Linked DNA regions of Mus musculus: region 1 is linked to region 2. Evidence: chromatin contacts called from public promoter capture Hi-C data. All regions are on one chromosome and are shown on one strand. The core of a region is the stretch at or near the end of the contact, and the rest is flanking DNA. Distances in the headings are between cores, read along the strand shown.

What was found. Promoter capture Hi-C pulls out the DNA fragments that hold promoters and counts their contacts.
Region 1: a contact with region 2 is called in a promoter capture Hi-C map of pre-B cells, with 2.1 times the contacts expected there. The contact joins the promoter of Msrb1 here to the promoter of Capn15 in region 2. A contact is called at or near these places in 1 of 39 promoter capture datasets (pre-B cells) and 1 of 115 datasets of contacts at active chromatin or transcription factors (embryonic stem cells).

The regions. Positions count from the first base shown.
Region 1 is chr17:24,734,679-24,738,033 of GRCm38.p6, forward strand. Msrb1 (methionine sulfoxide reductase B1) reads left to right here and starts at 1,915. Exons shown (of 5, transcript NM_013759.3): 1 at 1,915-2,084. The coding sequence starts at 2,030. It overlaps Rpl3l (ribosomal protein L3-like), which reads left to right. Exons shown (of 10, transcript NM_001163945.2): 8 at 739-834; 9 at 1,044-1,163; 10 at 1,322-1,465. The coding sequence ends at 1,378.
Region 2 is chr17:25,984,032-25,987,439 of GRCm38.p6, forward strand. Capn15 (calpain 15) reads right to left here and starts at 1,843. Exons shown (of 12, transcript NM_001347334.1): 1 at 1,440-1,843. 1700022N22Rik (RIKEN cDNA 1700022N22 gene) reads left to right here and starts at 1,799. Exons shown (of 2, transcript NR_166913.2): 1 at 1,799-2,005.

The DNA of each region.
Region 1 (3,355 bases), core at 665-3,164, 1.2 Mb before region 2:
TGTATACAGTGTTCTGCTGCATGTAGCAGGCCAGAAGAGGGCACCAGATCTCATTACAGTGGTTGTGAGCCACCATGTGTTTGCTGAGAATTGAACCCAGGACCTCTGGAAGGACAGTCAGTGAGCCATCTCTCTAGCCTCTGATTCTCCTTTTTCTACCATCTGAGTGCTGAGAGCTTATGCCACGATACCCTGTTTTGTTGTTTTTATGTATAGCACTGGCTATCCTGGAACTTGCTTTGTAAACCAGGGTGGCCTTGAACTCAAACAATCCTCCATCTTCTGCCTCCCAAGTGCTGAGATTAAAGGTGTGTCAGTACCACTCGGCTAAAGCCGTTTATTAAGGTAGTGCTCAGGATGGAACACAGGGTCTCATGCTAGTCTAGAATGTTTCAAACTGAGCTCTCTAGTGAGGCTCTCTCTGGTACCCAAGCTGGCCTTCAACTCAAAGTGATCTCATATCCCCCTCTCAAGTGCTGGATTTACGAGTGTATACCACCGTGCTCAGCAAACCCAAACTTCTGAGCATCAGTGTGCCCACAAAAAGGCATATTGTTAAATGAGATGACACAGGAAAGATACTTAGTATTCAGTTGAGATGTTACTGCCCCCTGAGGAGTGACCCAGTGGGAAGGTATTGTCCCTGCACCCTGGGGTCTGCGCATAGGGCTCCCTCCCACTACAGCCTCCTAACTTGGCTGCCCTGTTCCTGGCTTGGTGTGGTCTGTCTCCCTGTAGGGTGGCTTCCCCCACTATGGGGAAGTGAACAATGACTTCATCATGTTAAAGGGCTGCATTGCAGGTACCAAGAAGCGAGTGATCACTCTGAGAAAGGTCAGTGCTGCTTGGCAAGCTGGGGAGTGGACTCCAGTGGCCTGTTCTGTCCTTTAGCGTGCTCTGTGGTGGGTTGTGTGGTGGGAGAGTAAAGGAAGGGGGTCTGGCAAGAGCGAGGGATTGACTGAGTCCTCCTTGGTGTGAACTGGAGGTCACAGGAGGAGTCGGGGCCCTCTGTCCTTGACATCTCTTCTCTCTTGGATACCCAGTCCCTTCTGGTGCACCACAGCCGCAGGGCCCTGGAGAATATTGAGCTCAAGTTCATTGACACCACTTCTAAGTTTGGCCACGGATGTTTTCAGACAGCGCAGGAGAAGAGGGCCTTCATGGTGAGCTAGTCCCACTTGTTCCAGAGAGGAACTAGAAGAAGGGGCCTTTTTAGCAAACCAGTAGAGCAGGCCCTAGGTGGCCCTGGCACTGGCCGTAGGTAGTATTTCTTGACTGACTCTCCTGACTAACTCTCATCTTGTCTCCTCACCTTAACCAGGGTCCCCAAAAGAAACATCTGGAGAAAGAGAAGCCGGAGACCTTGGGAAACATGTAAGATGTCTGGAATGGAGCACACCTGGGATGTAGCACTCTTGCTATCTGTCCGGTCCTTTTTGTTCAATAAAGTCCTGAGGCAACTCTCTCTGTCTGTCTCTGTGTGTCTGTCTCTCTTCCACATTCCCTGGGAGGCTTGATGTAGATCTTAAGCCTGGGTCGGAGGTTGGGTGATCCCAGACGCGGGCGCAAGGTTTAGCGCCAGATAAGAGGGCTATAGATACAGCTGGGTAGATGCGCCTCCACGCCAGTTGCACAATGGTATTAGTAGTAGCTACCATTGGCTAGTACCAATGTTTATAGCCTAGCCGCTGTACTGGAGCTTAGCATAGGTTTGGCCTTCATCTTAACAGCTAAGCTTCCTGGGAGCGGCTCCCTGGGCGGGGCCTTCTAGAGGCGGAAGTAAGGACGTGATCTCTGGGTAAACTTGGCTGGATGGGTGGGGTTTAGGGCCTATGGGAGGAGAGACTCCTTGAGGGCGGGGCTGCTAGGAGGCGGCCGTGGGGAATCCAAGAGTGACTGGTCCCCTCTAGGGGCGGGGCTTATGGCGAATCGGAAAGTGATTGGTTATTGGGACTGGGTCGGGTTTGAGTCCAGATCTTAGGGTTTTACCCGGACCTGGCTGGGAGCTTTTGCCTGTCCCGTCGCGACCATGTCGTTCTGCAGCTTCTTCGGAGGCGAGGTTTTCCAGAATCACTTCGAGCCAGGTACACCCCGTGGCATTAAAGCATACATTGCCTCCTGGGGAGCTGTGGAGTTCCCGAACCGGGACTGGGCTAGTGTGGTTGCCGAGGAGAAGCGAGCCTGGGAAAAAAGAACTTGGAGGAGGGGAGCTGGGTGGCCAGGGCATTCTGGAGCAGGAGGACTTGAGAGGAGAAGGGACATTCCGGTAGACTCTGTTCTCGAGGGGGACAGGCCTTGAACTTCAAATGTAGATCTCTCTGGGGGATTCTCTGGGCCAGATGCGTAAGGGTGATGCCACCGGATGGTGTCAGAGTGGTCTGAACTTTAGAGCGGAATGATGGTGGTATGTGGTCCAAGGTCAGTGTTGGAATTTGCCCTGACAATGTACCCCCTCGCCCACCCCACCCCCCCGCCTGCAACCCCTGATTTGCTTGGATGAGCGGACAAGCTCTGCACTTGCTGTTCAATCCGGAATGTGCTGTCCCAGATGTCTCTCCGTCCTCTGCGTTGGTTGTCAATGGGTTCTTGCCAGCATAAATGAAGTTTGACCAGTACTGTGAGAGACGTTGCTTGGCTCCCTTCTTGCTGGGTTCTGCTGATCTGGACTAATTTGGTAAAAACTATGGCACTGGCGTTCCAGGGGCAGGATCTGTTTGTTAGATGTCAGTCCTCTAGAGGGCAGGGCTGTGACAATGGGCACCTCTATAAGCCAGTTGTTGTAATACAGGGTTGCTGGGAAGAGACCTCCCTTGAATTCTTTTTGGCTACAACACTCCAGTTGCCCTCAGGCTACCCTGGCAAGCTAGACACTCACTCAGTTTTGCTTCCTCTCCAGTTCCTGATACAGGTTGAAAGAACAGTTCAGACTCCAGGGTGTCTGTCCTCAAGTGGTGGGTGACCGATGATTCAGTACCCTGCAGGTTCCCATTTTTAAGTCTTTCAAACAGTTATGTAATTCAGTTTTGCAACCATCCTTACCCCTTCCACTCATGTGATCTTTTGGGGACAGGTTGAAACCTTTCTTCCCAGCTGCTGTTTTCTGGGGTTCCCTATTTGGCTTGGAAGACTGTCCTCTAGGGCCAGTCTGTTCCTAAGACCGGAGCTGATATCCATGGTATCCAAGACTGTTGACTAGCAGAGATGCCCACTTGAGAAAGAGGACCAAGTGGTTACACTGGCAGTTAGGAGCCCTACTGTGTGGAGCTTGTCTAAGGGTAAAGGGAGGCCACTATCCGACTTCTGGGAGTTTTCTCTTGGCCACGTACTGTATTGTGTGTCTGCAGCACTGGCTTCC
Region 2 (3,408 bases), core at 593-3,092:
AACTTTCTTAGGCTCTTAACTTATCAGCTCATCAATAGCATGTATACTGAAGGTTTTCAGGTCACCAAAAAGGCTCATCTCAAGAGCCACCAGTGAGAATGTGGAAGGAGACCAAAAAATGCTTGTGGTTTGGAGACTTAGAACTCTGTCTATCCCTCTCCTGTCAATGGATGACGGACAGCCTCAGTTTCCACATCTGTAAAATGGGCCTTACAAGTTTTGCCTTAAGGCCTGGACAATGTACAACAGGGGCCAGGAAAGCTTGGGAGTAGACAAAGCCTGGATCCAAGGATGGGCCACAATGGAACCCTTTACCCACAGAGGACTAACCTAGGCTTCTACATAGATATGGAGTTAGGGCCACTCTCAGACACTATGGCCAGCAGAGATTTTGATAACTCCATTGCAGTTAAGTTGTACAGTTTCTGAGCCTTGGATCCAGCAGGGTTCAAGTCTTCCTCCATGGAGGTCAATGACCTGTCTACCAGTCAGACAGCTCTAGACATTCTTAGATGTTAGAAAAGAAATGGGTGCATCTCTGTGGAGCAGAAGGACCTCAAAGGAAACAGAATCTACTACCCCATGGAGGCAAGCTACTGTTCAGCAAGACACAATTGCCCTAGACTGCAGAACTGTGGTCCTGAGCGCATCCCTGACAGCTAGACTCTGGAAGCAGGGAGAAACTCAAGAGGCAAGCTCCACATCTGTGACTTGCAGTTCTCCAGACTGGGAAAGGGGAAATTGCCACTGGAGGGGTAATCTCACAGTTTCTTACTGAGTAGCAGTTCTTCCTGATTTATTGCTGAACTGCAGGGTCAGCAGCAAACACTCAGGTAGGCTCTCAGGTTCTCCTGAAACTCAGGAGGTATCTATCCTGTTTTCGAGGCTAGGTGTTTCGCGGTCCTGTTTCAGTATCTGTACTCAGGGACCCTAAGAGCCAGCCTAGCAAGGACCATCTGGCCACACAACAGGGTTCCCAAATCAGACGTGGAAGGGCCCCTTTTTCAGAAAACAAAAAGAAAATCCCGCAGCTGTCAAGGGGCTGCTCTGTAACTTTCTCGGCCTGCTGACAGGCCCGCAAAAACAGAAGTGTGGGATGAGGGGGCACACAGGACGCTTTACTCTTGCTGCCGCCCCAGGCAGCTGCAGGTTTCTGCAGACAGTGCCCCCACGACCTATACCTTCGTACAGTGGGCCAACGCTTAGCCCCGGACAAGAGGGCACTCAAGGACAGGCAGGCACCGAGGGTCGCCTGCGTCTGAGGTTCCTAGGCTGGCCTCGAGTGACCCACACCTCCGGCGCGCTTCCCCCTCCCCTTCCCGCTCACCACAAGCCAGGCTACTGCTCCCAGGACAAACATGGAGCATCCCGGCTGATGCCCTGAGGCCGAGCTCTACGAGTCCTAGGCCGTCTGGCCGGCCGCCTACCGTGGAACTCACCTTAGCGAGCCGGCGGCGCCTCCTCAGCGCTCGCGATCGGTCTAGGCGGGCGCGGCCCTAGTGCCGGCCCTCAGTCGGTTGACCCACAACTTCGACCGGAGGGCACCAAGGGCCCCTTCGCGCCAGCCGCGATGCTCCGCCGGCTTAGCGCGTTTTGGCCGCGAAGATCCGTCTCGGCCCGGCAACCTTACAAACGCCTCCGTAGCTAGCGCCCGCCGTCCCGCCCGGCCTACCCGCTACGCCTTACGCTGCTTCCGTAGCGTGGCGCCCAGCCGGGGCCCGAGGCTACAGCGCGTCAGGGGCGCACGCGGCACTGGGAACCCGGAGCCGGGACTACGGCTCCCACAGGGCAGAGCGACGCGGCTCAAGGCACGCCGGGAATTGTAGTCCATGAATGGTCCTACCCTCTACTCTTTCCCTGAGATTTCGCCCTCCCAACGTGACCGGAGACGCTCAGTTCACGGATGCAGTTGGTACTCCCAAGCTAGTTTGATGTGGCGCGCTGGATCCGGGAAGAGAACGGACTACAGCTCCCAGGATCCCCTTAAGATGGGCTTTGGGCTCCGGTAGGCGTCCACGGGGTTCGAGTGTTACTGCGCCAGGGGAGATGTCGGGAGTCTGGGTCGTGATTTTGTACAAGGTCTGAACCGGTTGTCTGCTGCGTTGGGGCAGTAGGTGGTACAGTCCAACCTAGCTGCCTTGGCTGCTTTCTACCTCTTCCAGCGACTTCTGGTTTCTTTCCCAACGGTCTGAAGCAGCAACCGTGCTGGCACTGCTCCTTCCGAGGTTACTCCATCTGAGGTCTGTGTTTACTCGAGTGCTAGATAGGCACGTCACTTTTTCTAGAGAAACACTGGCATCTGAGGCAGTCCTTTGAGTTATGTTCACAAGAGCCCCCAAGCTATTTCCCATTAGAGCCCTTTGGCTCCCCCGAATTAACTTAATTCCAGCCACTTGTCCTCTGCAACTGAAAGCTAACTAAGAATCAGGCTGCTAGCCGGGCGTTGTGGCCCACGCCTTTAATCCCAGCACTCGGGAGGCAGAGGCAGGCAGATTTCTGAGTTCGAAGCCAGTCTGGTCTACAAAGTGAGTTCCAGGACAGCCAGGGCTATACAGAGAAACCCTGTCTCAAAAAACAAAACAAACCAAACCAAAAACCAACCAAAAACCAAAAACCAAAAACAAAAAACAAAAAAAAACATAGCACATAGCAAAAGGACACCCGGCACTCTGAATGTTGTGTGAGAGATTGGGTACTATTTGCCCCCGGACCCAGAAAACCTGAGTCTGGCTCAGTAGAGACTACAGATAATGTTTCTGGGAAATCATTCATGCTCCAGAAGCTAGAAAGCTAAAGACTGGCCATTGAATTCAGGATGCTGTGGGGACACCTATGCCTGAATGGGGAAGACACCAAATTTTGGCAAGAGGAGAGGAGCAGAGGCTGTCTTCCTGAGCCCCCTGACAGTGGTGAAGTCACTGCTCATTCATCAGTAGGTGATACCCATGATCAGGAGAATGGCCAAGCTGGATCCAGGACAGTATCTCTGGTCACTACGGGTCATCACTAGTGCAATGATGTATCACTGCACTAAGTAAGATGATCACACAGCAGGTAAAGCTGGATCATCCCAGGTTGGCTGAGCCCTGATCTATGCTAGTGTAGTATGGGCCAGAAGACAGACACCCTGTTGAGTGCACAGACCACAGGACACCCTGCAGAGGTCAAGAAGGGCAGAGAGAGCTTTGCAGGGACAGAAGCCATAGATCAACCACCCTGACTCTTGAGCAGATGGGACCCAACACTATTCCTCATAGTTTTGGGGCCACAGCTACAAAGGTATAGTTGCTTAGGTATAGTTGCATAGTTGCTAAGGAGACTGAGGCAGGAGGGTCATGAGTTCAAAGTTGACCTGGGCTAGAAAGTTCAAGGTTTTGTCTCAAAAAGTAGAGGGGTGGGTCAAGATGG